Regions from separate parts of the Sus scrofa genome. Here region 1 is linked to region 2. A link is a contact called in public HiChIP or PLAC-seq data. All regions are on one chromosome and are shown on one strand. Each heading gives the region's core, a stretch centred on a gene start, on an enhancer-like site or on the middle of the called end of the contact. The rest is flanking DNA. Distances are from core to core; before and after follow the strand shown.

What was found. HiChIP or PLAC-seq counts read pairs in DNA pulled down with a chosen protein or histone mark.
Region 1: an H3K27ac HiChIP or PLAC-seq map of alveolar macrophages shows a contact between it and region 2. The contact joins two enhancer-like sites. A contact is called at or near these places in 3 of 47 Hi-C or Micro-C datasets (alveolar macrophages, embryonic fibroblasts and retroperitoneal adipose tissue) and 1 of 2 datasets of contacts at active chromatin or transcription factors (alveolar macrophages).

Annotation. Positions count from the first base shown.
Region 1 is chr5:80,133,257-80,140,757 of Sscrofa11.1, forward strand. No RefSeq gene overlaps it. Among named protein-coding and RNA genes, the nearest start is that of CHST11, 68 kb to the left of the region's middle. Within about 2 kb of position 4,390, at least 21 of the 83 cell types and tissues checked have an H3K27ac peak or open chromatin away from gene starts, as enhancers often do. A contact at or near this core is called in alveolar macrophages, where this site is marked.
Region 2 is chr5:80,016,135-80,023,272 of Sscrofa11.1, forward strand. All of the region lies in intron 1 of CHST11 (carbohydrate sulfotransferase 11), which reads right to left. Among named protein-coding and RNA genes, the nearest start is that of CHST11, 49 kb to the right of the region's middle. Within about 2 kb of position 4,712, at least 10 of the 83 cell types and tissues checked have an H3K27ac peak or open chromatin away from gene starts, as enhancers often do. A contact at or near this core is called in alveolar macrophages, where this site is marked.

The sequences.
Region 1 (7,501 bases), core at 3,140-5,639, 120 kb after region 2:
GGCCGCTCCCACAGCATATGGAGGTTCCCAGGCTAGGGGTCCAATCGGAGCCGTAGCCACCAGCCTATACCAGAGCCACAGCAACGCAGGATCCGAGCCATGTCTGTGACCTACACCACAGCTCACGACAACATCGGATCGTTAACCCACTGAGCAAGGGCAGGGACCAAACCCGCAACCTCATGGTTCCTAGTCGGATTCGTTAACCACTGCGGCACAACGGGAACTCCCCAAATGCATCTTTTAAACATGCGCAATTTGTCACTCCATCAGGGCACAGCTTTCATCTTGGTTTAATTTTGACCCAAATAGAATGTATATAAATCTTTACCAAAGTTTCTTCTGGAGGTGCATATCACCATTTTTAAAATTGAGCTCTAATTGACGTGTGACAGTATATTAGTTCCAAGTGAACAACATAATGATTCAATATTTGTGAAATATAGTGTATCTCACAGTATAATATATATTGCAAAATAATCACAATAAGCCTAGTTAACAGAAGTTTTTTCCTTATGATGAGATCTTTTAAGATTTACTCCCTTAGTAATTTTCAAATATGTTGCATCCCCGTGACTTCCTGTGTTTGTCTTTCTCTGTCTGACTTATTTCACTTAGCATAATGCCTTCAAGGTCCATTGGTGTTATCACAAATGGGAAAGGTTTTATTCTTTTCATGGCTGAATAATATTCCATTGTGTATATATACAGCATCTTTACCTACTCATCCATCACTTAGGCTGCTTCATACCTTGGCAAGTATAAATAATGCTGCAATAAACATAGGGTTACATATATCTTTTTCTTTCTTTCTTTTTTTGGCAGGGGGCTGCCCCTGTGGCATATGGAAGTTTCCAGGCTAGGGGTTGAATCAGAGCTGGAGCTGCGGCCTATCCCACAGCTGCAGCAACTCGAGATCCGAGCCACATCTGCAACCTACACCACAGCTCACAGGGATGCTGGATCCTCAACCAACTGAGTGAGGCAGCAAATGAACCCGTACTCTCATGGATCCTAGTCAGGTTCATTACTGCTGAGCCAAGATGGGAATTCCCTATGTATATCTTTTTGAATTAGTGTTTTCATTTCATTTGGATAAATACCCCAAAGTGGAATTGTTGGATCATATGGTAGTTCTATTTTTAATTTTGGGGGGAGCCTCCATACTGTTTTCCATAGTGGCTGCACCAATTTCCATTCCCACCAACAGTAAGAAGCATTCCCTTTTCTCCACACCCTCCCCAAGACTCTTTATCTCTCCTCTTCTTGATAATAGCCACATTCTAACAGGTGTGAGGTGGCTTCTCACTGTGGTTTGATTTGCATTTCCCTGATGGTTGGTGATGTTGAGCACATTTTCATGTACCTATTGGCCCTCTGAATATTTTCTTTGGAAAAATGTTTATTCAGATCCTCTGTCCATTTTTTAATTGGATTGTTTGGTTTTTTGCTATTGAGTTGTATGAGTTCTTTATACATTTTGGAGATGCACCCTGCATCAGATATACGACGTGCCAATATCGCCGTCGTTTCTCATTTGGGCCTTGGATTATGCACTTGAAGGAAAAGGAAGCAAGCACAGCGTCCATGCTCTTCAGATGGTCTCTTCTCTTCATCCCCCCTGGGTTTGCCCACAGTCCCAGGGCACACCCCGAAAACGTAACCAAACAGTGGTTCTCAAATCCATTGTCTATACGGTCACTGAAGAGCCTGGTAAAAATGGTGATCCAAAGACCCCACTCAGGAACTGGACTAAAGCAGCTCCTGGAAGTGAGGCCCAAGAGTGTGCTTTTTTTTTTTTTTTGTCTTTTTGTCTTTTTGCCATTTCTTGGGCCGCTCCCGTGGCATATGGAGTTCCCAGGCTAGGGGTTGAATCGGAGCGTAGCCACCGTCTACGCCAGAGCCACAGCAACGCGGATCTGAGCCGCGTCTGCAACCTACACCACAGCTCACGGCAACGCCGGATCTTAACCCACTGAGCAAGGGCAGGGACGGAACCCTCAACCTCATGGTTCCTAGTCGGATTCGTTAACCACTGTCCACGACGGGAACTCCAAGAGTGTACATTTTAAAGAACTGGCTGTTCCCCATTATTCTGATGTAGCCTAAGTTTGAGGTTCAAAGCTCTAGAAAAAAAAAAAGACAGTAGGAAAAAAATGGGCAGAAGATGGGACAAAGGACCTGGAGGTGGGAAGCACAGGGAAAGGTTGTTTCCATAGAACACTATTTCCAGAAGTGGCTCTTTTCAACAGCTTTTTAAAGGTGATAGTGTTGCGAAAACGAGAGAAAGCTAAGGAGAAACTGTGGAAAGGGCTGAGGTTATGATGCTTTCTGCCTCCATCAAAAGCCCAGTCCAGCCGCGTTAAACAATTGGAGATATGTTAGCCCACCCAGGAGCAGGACAGGAAGCAGGCCAGCTCGTCTCTCCACTCTGCCACACACAGCGTCCATCTGAATCTCTGAAGGGTGGAACCAGGGACGTCGGAATAATGGGTTCACCAAGCAGGCCCTGGAAGATGACAACCAGCCAATGGTTACCTGCTCAGAAACTCCTGTGGGGGGTCCTTAGAGGACAAAAAATGCAGAAGCTACTGTAGAATAGTTTACAGGGTATTTTTAGCTGTTCAAAATCCCAGCAGCCTTACAAAGTAATTATTTTCATTTATTAATAATGGCCTCTAATTTTAATTCCTTTTTTTTTTTTTTTTTTTTTTTTTGCTTTTTGGGGCACACGTGCGACACATGGAAGTTCCCAGGCTAGGGGACAATCGGAGCTGTAGCCCCAGCCCATGCCACAGCCACAGCAATGCCAGATCCGAGCCGTGTCTGCAACCTACAACACAGATCCCAGCAACACCGGATCCTAACCCACTGAGTGAGGCCAGGGATCAAACCCTCATCCTCATGGATCCTAGTCAGGTTTATTAACCGCTGAGCCACGAAGGGAACTCCTGACTTTAATTCTTATAAACTCACATAATGTTTACATGGTTATAATCACGGATAGATAGGCCACACATACATAGGTACATATATACACACACAGTTGTGTGTATAATTTTTTCTCTCAAAACTATTCTGCAAATCTTTCTTCATGTTTTATAGTCACTACATAATTTTAAATATCAGCACAGCAATTTTTTCTCAATACGCCACCACCTTCTTAACCAAAGTCTATGATTTCCTTGAGTTGTCCGCTGTTACAGGCCATGCTGTGATGAAACTCTTTTGCATGTGGCATCTTCCCATGCCTACTGCTTCAGCGATTTTCGTCTTCCTTCCTGTCCCGTGGAAAAGAGAAGAACTTTCCCTGGAGCCTCCTGTGAAGCACTCCTCTGCCCTTCGGTTACCATCATTAAGGCACAGAGCTTCGAACTGTCCCGGATTATTTGAATGGGTCCAAAGCAAAAGGATCCTTAGAAGAGGGAGGAAAGAGGATGAGGGTAAGCAGAAGATGGGATGATGGAAGCCAGAGGTCAGAGTGATGCCAGAAGGTGGGGGGGTCACGAGCCAAGGAATGTGGGTGGCCCTGGAAGATGGGGAGACGAATTATTCCCTGAAGCCTCTAAAAACAACTCAGCTCTGCCAACACCTTGCTTATAGACTCTGGACACCAGAACTTCAAGGGAATAAATCTGCATTTTTTTTTCTTTTTGGCCACACCCACAGCATGCAGAAGTTTCCAGGCCAGGGATCGCACCCATGGCACAGCAGTGACAACCCTCTGTGCCACCAGGGAACGCCAAATGTACGTTGTTTTCAGCCACTCCATTTGTAGTCATCTGTTAGAGCAGCAGTAGAATGTGGATGCATCTGCCGCTAGGGCTGGGGTAGAAAAGGCACAAAGAGTAGCAATAAAAGAGTGATGATAAAAATACCTTCAAAGCCCCATGGAGGGCTCACTAGGTCCTGCACATCCTAGAGCAGGAGGCTCCAAGGAAAGTTCTTCTCTTTTCCACAGGACAGGAAGGAAAATGAAAACCTAAATTAGGGCGTCACAACTTTATGAGATGGTGTCATCATCATCCCCAGGTGGCAGACGTGAAGCTGAGGTCACAAGGTTAAGTGACTTCCCAAGGTGGCACCGCCTGTGAGAGGTTGAGTCAGGATTTGGACTTGGCGCAGAATCTAGGAAAGAAGCTGCTCCAGACTCGGCGGAGGTGCAGTCAGGTGGCAGAGGCAGGAGCACCCTCGGCCTCCCAGTGGACTGCAGAGGGCTCTTCCCTGAAAGTGTATTGAATGAGGGGCTGGATCGTGTGAGGGATACGGCGCTGAGGAACAGCCCTCGAAGGGGACTGACGTAGATTCTTCAGGATGCGGCAGGACCGGCTGGAGGGTCACCGCTCAGAAGCTCTGGGAGGATGTTCTTGCCTCCGCAGCTGTGCTTTGGCGCCTCTGACTTCCGGCAGCCAGCTCCGCCCTCCCAAGCCATAGCACCTTTGCCTGCAGGGAAGCCTCAGAGAGGGTTGCAAACGCCATCAGCCCTCTGTCCCTGGGGTCTTTTTGCAGGCTCTGAATTCTAGAGCTCATCTCTCTAACGAACAAAATGCCTCACAGCCTTGTCTTCCGAGGCAGAGCTTCTTGGATCCACCGCCGGCCACTGCGAGAAACTGTGCATGCTGAGCGCCACCTAGTGGTGCCCAGGGTCCTCAACGTTTCTTCTCAAACCTGGTCCGGAAGGGCTCTTCTTCCTCTGAGGTCTCACCAGGGAGGTGACTTAGGGTGTTTCCCTCCCTATCGGGTCTGGGACACTTTCGAGAAGCCCATGGCCAGTTCCTCCTGAAACTCTGTGAGCTTATATTGGGATTGTCCCATCCTGGGCTCTGCCTGAGGGTCCAGGATGCTGGTTCTGGGTTGAGACACAGAATAATTCTTTTCATCATTTATCAGCTCTGTGACCTGATTGAGGGTGGGGAAGCTGTGTGGGGGAATCAGCATCTCATTGCAACATGAGAGGAACTAGCAGAGGAAAGTGAATTTCAAAAAGCTGTTGAGGAGTTCCCGTTGTGGCTCAGTGGCTAACGAATCCGACTAGGAACCATGAGGTTGTGGGTTTGGTCCCTGGCCTTGCTCAGTGGGTTAAGGATCCGGTTTGTCGTGAGCTGTGGTGTAGGTCGCAGACGCGGCTCGGATCCTTCATTGCTGTGGCTCTGGCGTAGGCCAGTGGCTTCAGCTCCGATTAGACCCCTAGCCTGGGAACCTCCATATGCCGTGGAAGCAGCCCTAGAAAAGGTAAAAAGACCAAAAAAAAAAAAAAAAAAGCTGTCGAGAATACACATTATTTGACGATTTAGATAAAATGGACCAATTCCTTGAAAAATACAAATGAATGTAACCCACTCAATGTGAACTAGATAATATGAATATACGTACAACTATTAAGAAAATGAATTTGTAATTAAAAGCTCCCCCTAAAAGATGTCTCCACACCCACCCAGGTGGTGTCACTGGAGGATTCTACAGAATACTTAAAGAAGAATTAACGCTATATACACGAGGAGGGCACATTTCCAGTTCACTTTATGAAGTTAGTATTATCCTAGTATTACCCTGATATCAAACCAGACAAAGGCAGTACAAAAAAAGAAAACTAAAGATCAATATTCTTCGTGAATATAGATACAAAATCCTTAATAAAATATTAGCAAGTGGAATCCAGCAGTATATACAAAGAATTTATCCCAGACATGCAAGGCTGATTTAATATTTGAAAATAATCAGTGAGATCTACTATACTAACAAGCTAAAGAAGAAAATCCCATATTCATATAAATTGATGCAGAAAAGAGCATTTGACAAAATTCAATGCCCATTTGTGATTTAAAAACACTCAGAAAAAGTGGAAATGGAGGAACATTTTCTAAAAAGAATATCTACCAAAACCCACAAAACTCTACTTAATCTTGAAAGACTGAATGCTTTCCCATAATGTTGGGAACAAGACAAAGACCTCTACTCCTTTTTATTTGTTTTTTGAGCCAAGCCCTCAACATGCGGAAGTTCCTGGATCCAGGATTGAATTTTCACCACAGCAGTAACCACAGCCACAGCAGTGGCAACACTAGATCCTTAACCCACTGAGCCAGGCCGAGGATTGAACCCTCACCACCAAAGGCAATGCCGTATCCTTAACCCACTGCACCGTAGTAGGAACCCCCAAAGACATCTACTCTTAACCACTCTTACAAGAGTGCTCAAAGTTCTAGCCAGTGAAGTAAGGCAAGAAAAGGAAATAAAAGGCATTTGGACCAGAAAGGAAGATGTGTTTGCAGTTGACATGACTGTCCATGTAGAAAACTGCCAGGAAATCTACAAAAATATTCTCAAACTAATAAGGGGGTTTAGCAAAGACACAGGTGACAAAATAAATATACAAAAATCAACTGGATATCTATACACTAGCAATGAACGCACAGACATCAAAATTTTGAAAACAATACCATTTACAATTGTTCACAAAAAGATGGAATACTTAGGTGTAAATCTAACAAAACATGTATAGGACTTATATGCTGAAAACTGCAAAATATTTATGAGAGAAATCACAGAGGATCTAAATATATGAAGAGACCTTCCATGGTCATGGATTGGCAAACTCTGTACAGTAAAGGTGTCAATTCTCCCCAGTTTGATAGACAGGTTTAACCCAATTCCTCTCAAACTCCTAGCGAGACTTTTGTAGATACAGATAAGATTATTCTAAACTTTATGTGGGCAGAGTTCCCGTCATGGCTCAGCAGAAACAAATCTGACTAGCATCCATGAGGACGAAGGTTTGATCCCTGGTCTTGCTCAGTAGGTTAAGGATCTGGCATTGCTGAGGCTGTAGTGTAGGCCAGCGACTACAGCTCCAATTCGACCCCTCACCTGGGAACCTCCATATGCTACAGGTGCAGTCCTAAAAAGACAAAAAAAAAAAAAAAAAAAAAAAAAAGCTTTATATGGGAAGGCAAAGAAACTAGAATAGCTAAAAGAATTTTGAAAGAGAAGAATAGAGTGGGAGGAAATCAGTCTACTCAAATTCAAGACTTATGAAGCCAAATTAATCACAAGTGTGTAATGCTGGTGGAGAACAGACACGCAGATCAATGGAACAGAACAGAGAACCCCCAAATCGATCCACACAAATATGCTAAACTGGTTTTTGGCAGGTGCAAAAGAAATTCAAAGGTAGAAAGACAGCCTTTTCAATGCATAGTGCTAGTACAACTGGATACCCATAGGCAAACAAACAAAAAACCCTACAACAAAACCAAGAAATCCTCAACCTAAACCACACACTTCATACAAAAATTAACTCTAAGTGGGTCAGGGGATTCAATGCAAAACATAAAACTATAAAACTTTTAGGAGGAGTTCCCGCCGTGGCTCAGTGGAAACAAATCTAACTGGTATTCATGAGGACGCAGGTTCGATCCCTGGCCTTACTCAGTGGGTTAAAGAGCCAGTGTTGCTGTGGCTGTGGTGTAGGCCAGTGGCAACAGCTCCAATTAGACTCCTC
Region 2 (7,138 bases), core at 3,462-5,961:
CACATGGCAGGAACTCATGAGATACTTGGCAAAACAATGAGTGAATGAAGGAAGGAAGGAAGGAACCAGCAAACCAACCAGCTTAGAGTCCTGACTCAAGAGCTGGAGAGCGTTAGCTTTCCCAAAGCTTTAGCTTCGTCGGGGAAAACATCTCTGTGTAGAATCTGGCTCATCTTGCAACGAGAACCATTGTTCTGGACTGGGGTTGGCCCACTTTTTTCCTTTAAAGGGCCTGTCCAACATTTGCAGCTCTGCAGCCCCTTCAGTGCCTGGAACAACAATTCAGCTCCACCCCAACAATGCAAAAGCAGCCACGGAAGATCTATGAACCAATGAGCAGGGCTGAATTGCAGTGATCCTTTAAGAACACTGGCCATTTGAATTTCACGGAATTGTCATACGTCAAGAAATACTCTTCTTTAATTTTTATCCAACTATTTTAAAATGTGAAAATGATCCTTGGCTCTGAGGACCAAGCAAAAAGAGGAGACAGGCGAGGTTTGACACATGGGCCATCGTTTGCTCATGTTGTCTCTGTGAATTTGGTTTGACACATGGGCCATCGTTTGCTCATGTTGTCTCTGTGAATTTGGGGGATTTATTCGGTAAAACATTACACCCCATTTGGAGGGTCCTGAGTCCTTTCACGATCATCTTCTCATTCATCCTCGTGAGAGCCTGGGAGGCTGGTTCTTCCCATCCTTCTCTGCCTCAGTTTACCTCCGAGGAAACCAAAGCCTGGCATGACGTATCTGCCGTCACCCAGCTTGGTCTCCCAACTCCACTGCTACGATTCCATCCACACTCACAGACTGTCACGATCCTTGCCAATATGGACTCAAAGACCTCGATAAATCCATTATTCGTTTCACTTTTTAAACTGAAATATGGTTGATTTACAGTGTTGGGTTAGTTTCCGGTACACCTCCAAGTGATTCAGTTACACACACACACACACACACACACACACACATACACATCCTTTTTATTTTTTAGGGCTGCACCCACAGCATATGAACATTCCCAGGGCTAGAGGTCTCATCAGAGCTGCAGCTGCCGGCCTACACCACAGCCACACCACACCTGAGCCGCATCCATGACCTACGCCTCAGATTGTGGCAATGCTGGATCCTTAACCCACTGCGCAAGGCCAGGGATTGAACCTGTATCCTCATGAATTCTAAGTGGGTTCTTAAGCTGCTGAGCCACAACAGGAATTCCCGTATATATATATATATACTTTTTCAGATTCTTTCCCATTATAGGTTATCACAAAACAGTGAATATGGTTTCCTGTAAGATAGAGTAGGTCCTTGTTATCTATTTTATATCCAGTAATGTGTATATGTTAATCCTAAACTCCTAATTTATCCCCCTCCCCGCCATTTCTTCTGATAACCATAAATTTGTTTTCTAAGTCTGTGAGTCTGTGTCTATTTTGCAAATAAGTTCATTTATATCATTTTTTTTAGAGTCCACATATAAGTGATATTATATGATATTTGCCTTTCTCTGACTTCACTTAGCATGATCATCTCTAGGTCCATCCATGTGGCTGCAAATGGCATTATTTTATTCTCTTTTATAGCTGAGTAATATTCCATTGTATGCATATGCCACTTCTTTATCAAGTCCTCTGCTGGGCTGACATTTCGATTGTTTGCATGTCTTGGCTATTGTGAGTAGTGCTGCTATGAACACTGAGGTGCATGTATTTTGGAATTAGAGTTTTTGTCTTTTCCCGATATATGCCCAGAAGTGGAATTGCGGGGTCACATGGTAACTCTATTTTTTAGTTTTTTAATAAGCCTCTGTCCCCTCTTCCATAGTGGCTGCCACTATTGGTTTTGGAGAATTATCAGGGCGCATTCCAGTGAAGGGAGCATCAAAATCAGCAAAGGTTCATGTACTAGACACAGTACCAAATCGACAAAAGGACAACTGCACATCATCCATCTCACAGCACAGATGGTTGTTCTACTTGCCTTGGAGAAAGAAAATGTGGTACCAGCAGCCTCCTGCCCTTTGGTGTTACAGGAAAAAGTTAACGACACAGAAAATTGGTTGTGCTGCCCAGGATTGTAAATAGGATTCTAAAGGTGAAGGCTCTATAATAAACACATAGTGTTATATTTTAATACCTAAGCCAGGCGTGACTCTTTTTCTACCTTGATTTTACAAAAGTTCCCTGAACGGTAATTAAGACACTCAAACCAAAGGCAAACACTCAGGCGGGAAAAAATCCACATCCAAAATCCAAAACACCTGAACCACATTCTGCACAATTATTACCTTAGAAATCACCTCTGGACATGTAGACATGTCACCTTATAATGCTTCCACATCTATTGCAACCGATGTGTTTTCAGTGTATGGGAGATGGGGCACAAAACAAAACGAAAGCCCTCCAATTTCAAAAACTAGGTCAAGGAAGGGTTAACTCCCCTGCCCCCACCTCCCCTCAGCAATCAGGTCATTTTGAAGCCCCTGAGGAAATGCTAGGGAGAGGCAGCTGCTGGCCACAGCCACAGCCACTGGATCCTTAACCCACTGAGCAAGGCCAGGGAGGGTACCCAAATCCGCACGGATACTAGTCAGGGTCTCAACCCCCTGAGCACAACGGGAACTCCACCCACAGGACTTGAGTACCTAGAATCAGAAAGGAAATGACCATAAAAACCAGGGCAATAGCTCAGCACAGCTCAGCATCTGATGTGCAGGCAGTCGACCTCCCTTTCTCTTCCTATTAGGGAGTCCTTTAAACCAAAGTTAAAACCTAATAGTTAGGGTGTCCATGAAAAGAAAAAAAAACTTGAGGACCTGCTGATGGATGAAACCTAAACGAAAGAGCCTGGGCACCTAAAGCTGGCTCTTCACACTCTGGAATTCAAGGTGGCGTCTCCAGCCGAGTTTCAATCCCCACTGGTGGTGCTTGTTCCGGCTCCAAAATGTGGTCCTCTGCCTCCTCCTGTCTGGCCCTACCGTTATCCTGGATCCAATTCGCCGACAAGTAGCTTTCATTGTGCTCTTTCCAGTTTGGGGCCTCAATAATCCTCTTCTCAAGAAACTCCCTCTGTGTCCACGACAGACTAGACGAGTGTCCGTGTAACTGGTTTCTCAAAATGCGACACTTTTGAAATCAAAGGAGCACTATCAATAATTATGCTAGGACAACTGCAATAAACTAGGACGATCAAGGGCAAATTAGGGCATAGGGTCACCCCAGCCATAAGGTGTTAGAAGCAGAACGCTCCTCTTACCTCGTGAACGCTGTAGCACTTTTTTAACCCAACAGTTTCAAGCATAGCACTGAAACACTATTAGGTGCTGAATAAGAAACATTTGTGGAACTGAATCTGCAAATAATAGGCACCCTAAGGGTACCACAGGTACCAGCTGCTATGGATTTGCCTCCACAAGGGATGCTATAGATCATTAAAAATGAAGTGATACCAGAAAAATCCCTGCCCTTGATATTCTATTTCATTTTATTTCTACCATGGCTATTTTCAAGTCTCTCACTGATAGTGATTTTTCTATATAACGGTAATAATTTCTAGTAGTTGTCACTTACTGAGTCCTGTGTATGTTAATTACAGTTGGGGAACCTTAGATACAATCTCCCAACAACTTTAACAAGGAAAGCAAAAAAATTAACAGACCCAGTCTCTGAGTGGAGAAATGGAGGCTCAGCGGAGATAAATAATTCCCGTAAGGTCAGACTCTAGACAAGCCTCAGTCCCTTCCATTGACTAGTAAATTTGCCAACCATAACATCTCAGTTCCAAAGTGGGTTTTTTTGGTTGTTTTTTTTTAGGGCCGCACCTGCAGCATATGGAGGTTCCCAGGCTAGGGGTCGAATCGGAGCTGTAGCCGCCAGCCTACACCAGAGCCACAGCAATGCGGGATCCAAGCCGCATCTACAACCTACACCACAGCTCACGGCAACACGCCGGATCCTTAATCCACTGATCGAGGCCAGGGATAGAACTCGCAACCTCATGGTTCCTAGTCGGATTCGTTAATCACTGAGCCACGACGGGAACTCCCCGACATATTTTAAAACCATTTCATGAATGAGACAAGGTAGCTGCACATTCAGCCAGCTACACAAAGCCATGAAATTGGCCACGCATGGCCCAACTATACCACGGACGGTCTACTGACTTAATCTAACATGATGTGGACTCAAACTCAGTGAAAAAGGGACCAAGAAGATCGCCAGCAAGATCTCATGATGCCACCCAGCACAGCCCTTGAGAAAAGGCAGGAAGGCAGAAATTGGCATCTTGATACCCAAGTGCCAAATAAGCTTTGCAGGCCAGCCCCACAAATGGGAACTGTAAACAGAATTTCCTAAGTGATGACATCAAGTAAGCACCTGCTTTTCTGAAGGCAGGTGAGGGGAGCAGTGGGGGAGAGGAGAAAGTTTCTATTACTAAACAAAAGCAATGAAGTGTGCTTTTCCAGAGGGGGAGGGAATTTAAGCTGTAAACTCCACATGGGTAGAGACTGACTGAACCAAGGGTTTGGCCCCAGAGCTCTCTGGCATTTTATCCAACTTATTCTCAGTGAAATTCCACATACAAAGTCTAAAAAAATTCATCTTTGATAATGCTTTGATCTTTGGCAGTTTCACACCTAACACGAGAGGTTGGTTACTCTTTCAAGTGCGATGTTCCTGCTTAAGGTTTCGTTTTTAAAAGTTCATGTTTAAAGGTCATGTTTCAAGTTCCTTTTAAAGTATGTACAAATTCCCCAAATCTATAAAATGAGGAACTCTCATGGGTGCAATCTTTAAATTACAAGCTACCAAGATACTTTACAAAGAATACAATGGGGTTGTTGATGTCTCCAGGGTGGGGGAAAAAAAAAAAAAATTCAAGAACCTCGCATGTACGCTTGCAAGAATCACAAACCGCCTTCTCATAAATACACTCCCAGGAAATTAGCTGAGCATCTCAATCCCAACAAAGAGAAAGCTTTGTCTGCCGAACAAGAGATCCTCTCCTTAATGCCTCACTTGTATTGATTATGGAAGACATGATGTACAAACAATGTTTCTGCAACGAGGAGGAGGAGGAAGCAACGTTCTGCTGCCATCACTAAACTCAATAGTCACCAGCTCCCTGGAGATGAAATTCTGCTCCCGAAAGAACACTTGGTCCTTGCTGATCTCAAAGGATTTTAAACCAAGCAAGATGGGCACTGAAGCTGCCAGCTAGCAATACCATACATACAGTCAGTTAGGGTAAAGTTAACTGTGTTCCGAGAAAGGCATGGAGCAATGAGCATAAAGCATAAACAACAGCTCACATCCTCCAATCCCTCCTCCCTGGTTCAAAGATGCCCATTTTGTCACAGGGCTGCCGCAGACTGAAACCCAATGTTGCATGAAATGGAAGTAGGATTTGGTTAAAATTGGCTTAACAGTGGAAAATCAGAGAGGTGCTAAAAAAAGAAAGCAAGAAAAAAGAATGCTGCATGTCTCTTGAATAAACACTGTCACAGGAGGTCTTGCTAAATAGAAAGTGAACATAGAGCTACTGCATTTCCCCGCCCTACGGAGACCAAGCTCTGGCCAGCAGAATGGGAGCAGAAGTGATGGGAGCCCATTCCAAGGCTGGCTCAGCAACTCACTGAGGTGACCTTCAGAGTGACCTTGGAAGCCTTCTGTTGAAAATGGCAGATCAACAAAATGGAAGGAGCCTGGGTCCCTGAAACACCAGATGGAGGAGAGCTGCCCAGCCAGCTCCTAGACTGCTGCATAAGTGAGAAACTTTTCTGGAGTTTATTTACTGAGATGTGAGGATTTATGATACAGAGGCTAAAAGTTACCTTAAATAATACAGGCAGTCATGAAGAGTCCATTCATAAGCATCTAAGTGCCCCTCCTTGCTCTGCAGCTTCCTAAAACATCCTATCCATGGAATCCAGTGTCCTGCATCACTTGTGAATACTACTCTTAGCACATGCCTCTGAAACTATAGCAGCCTGGAGGCTTCTCTCATAGTCTCTGGACTTAGAACAAGGTTATCAAGGGTGACCTAAAACTCCTATGCCAATAGTTCCTCGTGGTATATAACTCATGGTATGTAAAAGGTTCTCTTCTAGATACTAAGGTACAGAGACATGTTTTCTGCCCCCTTAGAGAGGGGCAAACAGGAGACCCATCAACAAACACTGGACGTCAAACAGCATGATAGAACAGAAGCACGTGTAAGATACAAGATAGCAGAGGGCTATCATTTGTTTGGGAGAAGCTGGTTAGGAAAGTCATCAAAGAGATGATTGGGCAGGGTTCAAAAGGTGGTAACAATGATTCTGGTTGTGCCGGAGGTGACGATGATGGTGGTAAAATGGTGAGTCAGCTCTTAGAAGGACTGTCCCACCAACTCAACAATCACAGGAGAGATCTTCCAACACTACCATCCCATTTTCCCACATGGTGATCATATCCACAACAAAAACATAAGAATGATGATTGGGGAGGTGAGGGTTTGCTTGTCTTAACAAACTGTGAAGTGTTTCCCATTGTGGTGCAGTGGTTAACGAATCTGACTAGGAACCATGAGGTTGCAGGTTCGATCCTTGGCCTTGCTCAGTGGGTTAAGGATCTGGTGTTGCCGTGAGCTGTGGTGTAGGTCGCAGATTTGGCTCAGATCCCCTGTTGCTGTGGCTGTGGTGTAGGCCAGAAGCTACAGCTCCAATTAGACCCCTAGCCTGGGAACCTCCATGTGCCACAGGTGTGGCCCTAGAAAAGACAAAAAAACCAAAACAAAAACAACTGTGAGGTTAGTAATTGCGGTAAGTTACCCAAATAGCTCCATTTTTTCACCCCACTCTGATGCATTCCTTTGACCGTGGAAGTTTGCATGCCATTCTGGGCAGTGCATTCTGCGCCCTGCTCTGACTCTCTGCTTGGCTGGGTAACGTGTTCTCATTAATGGGATATGAGCAAATGTCCCATAGCAGATTTAAAAACATGTGCATGAGGGGCTTGCTGGCTCTTACATCTGTCATATCTATGAGAACTGGCCTGGGCTACCCTGCCAGGAGACCAGACACAAAGGGAGCCGAGTCCAACCACCTCAGTCATCCCAGCCAAGGCCATTCTGGGTTACTAGCCCTCAGCCAC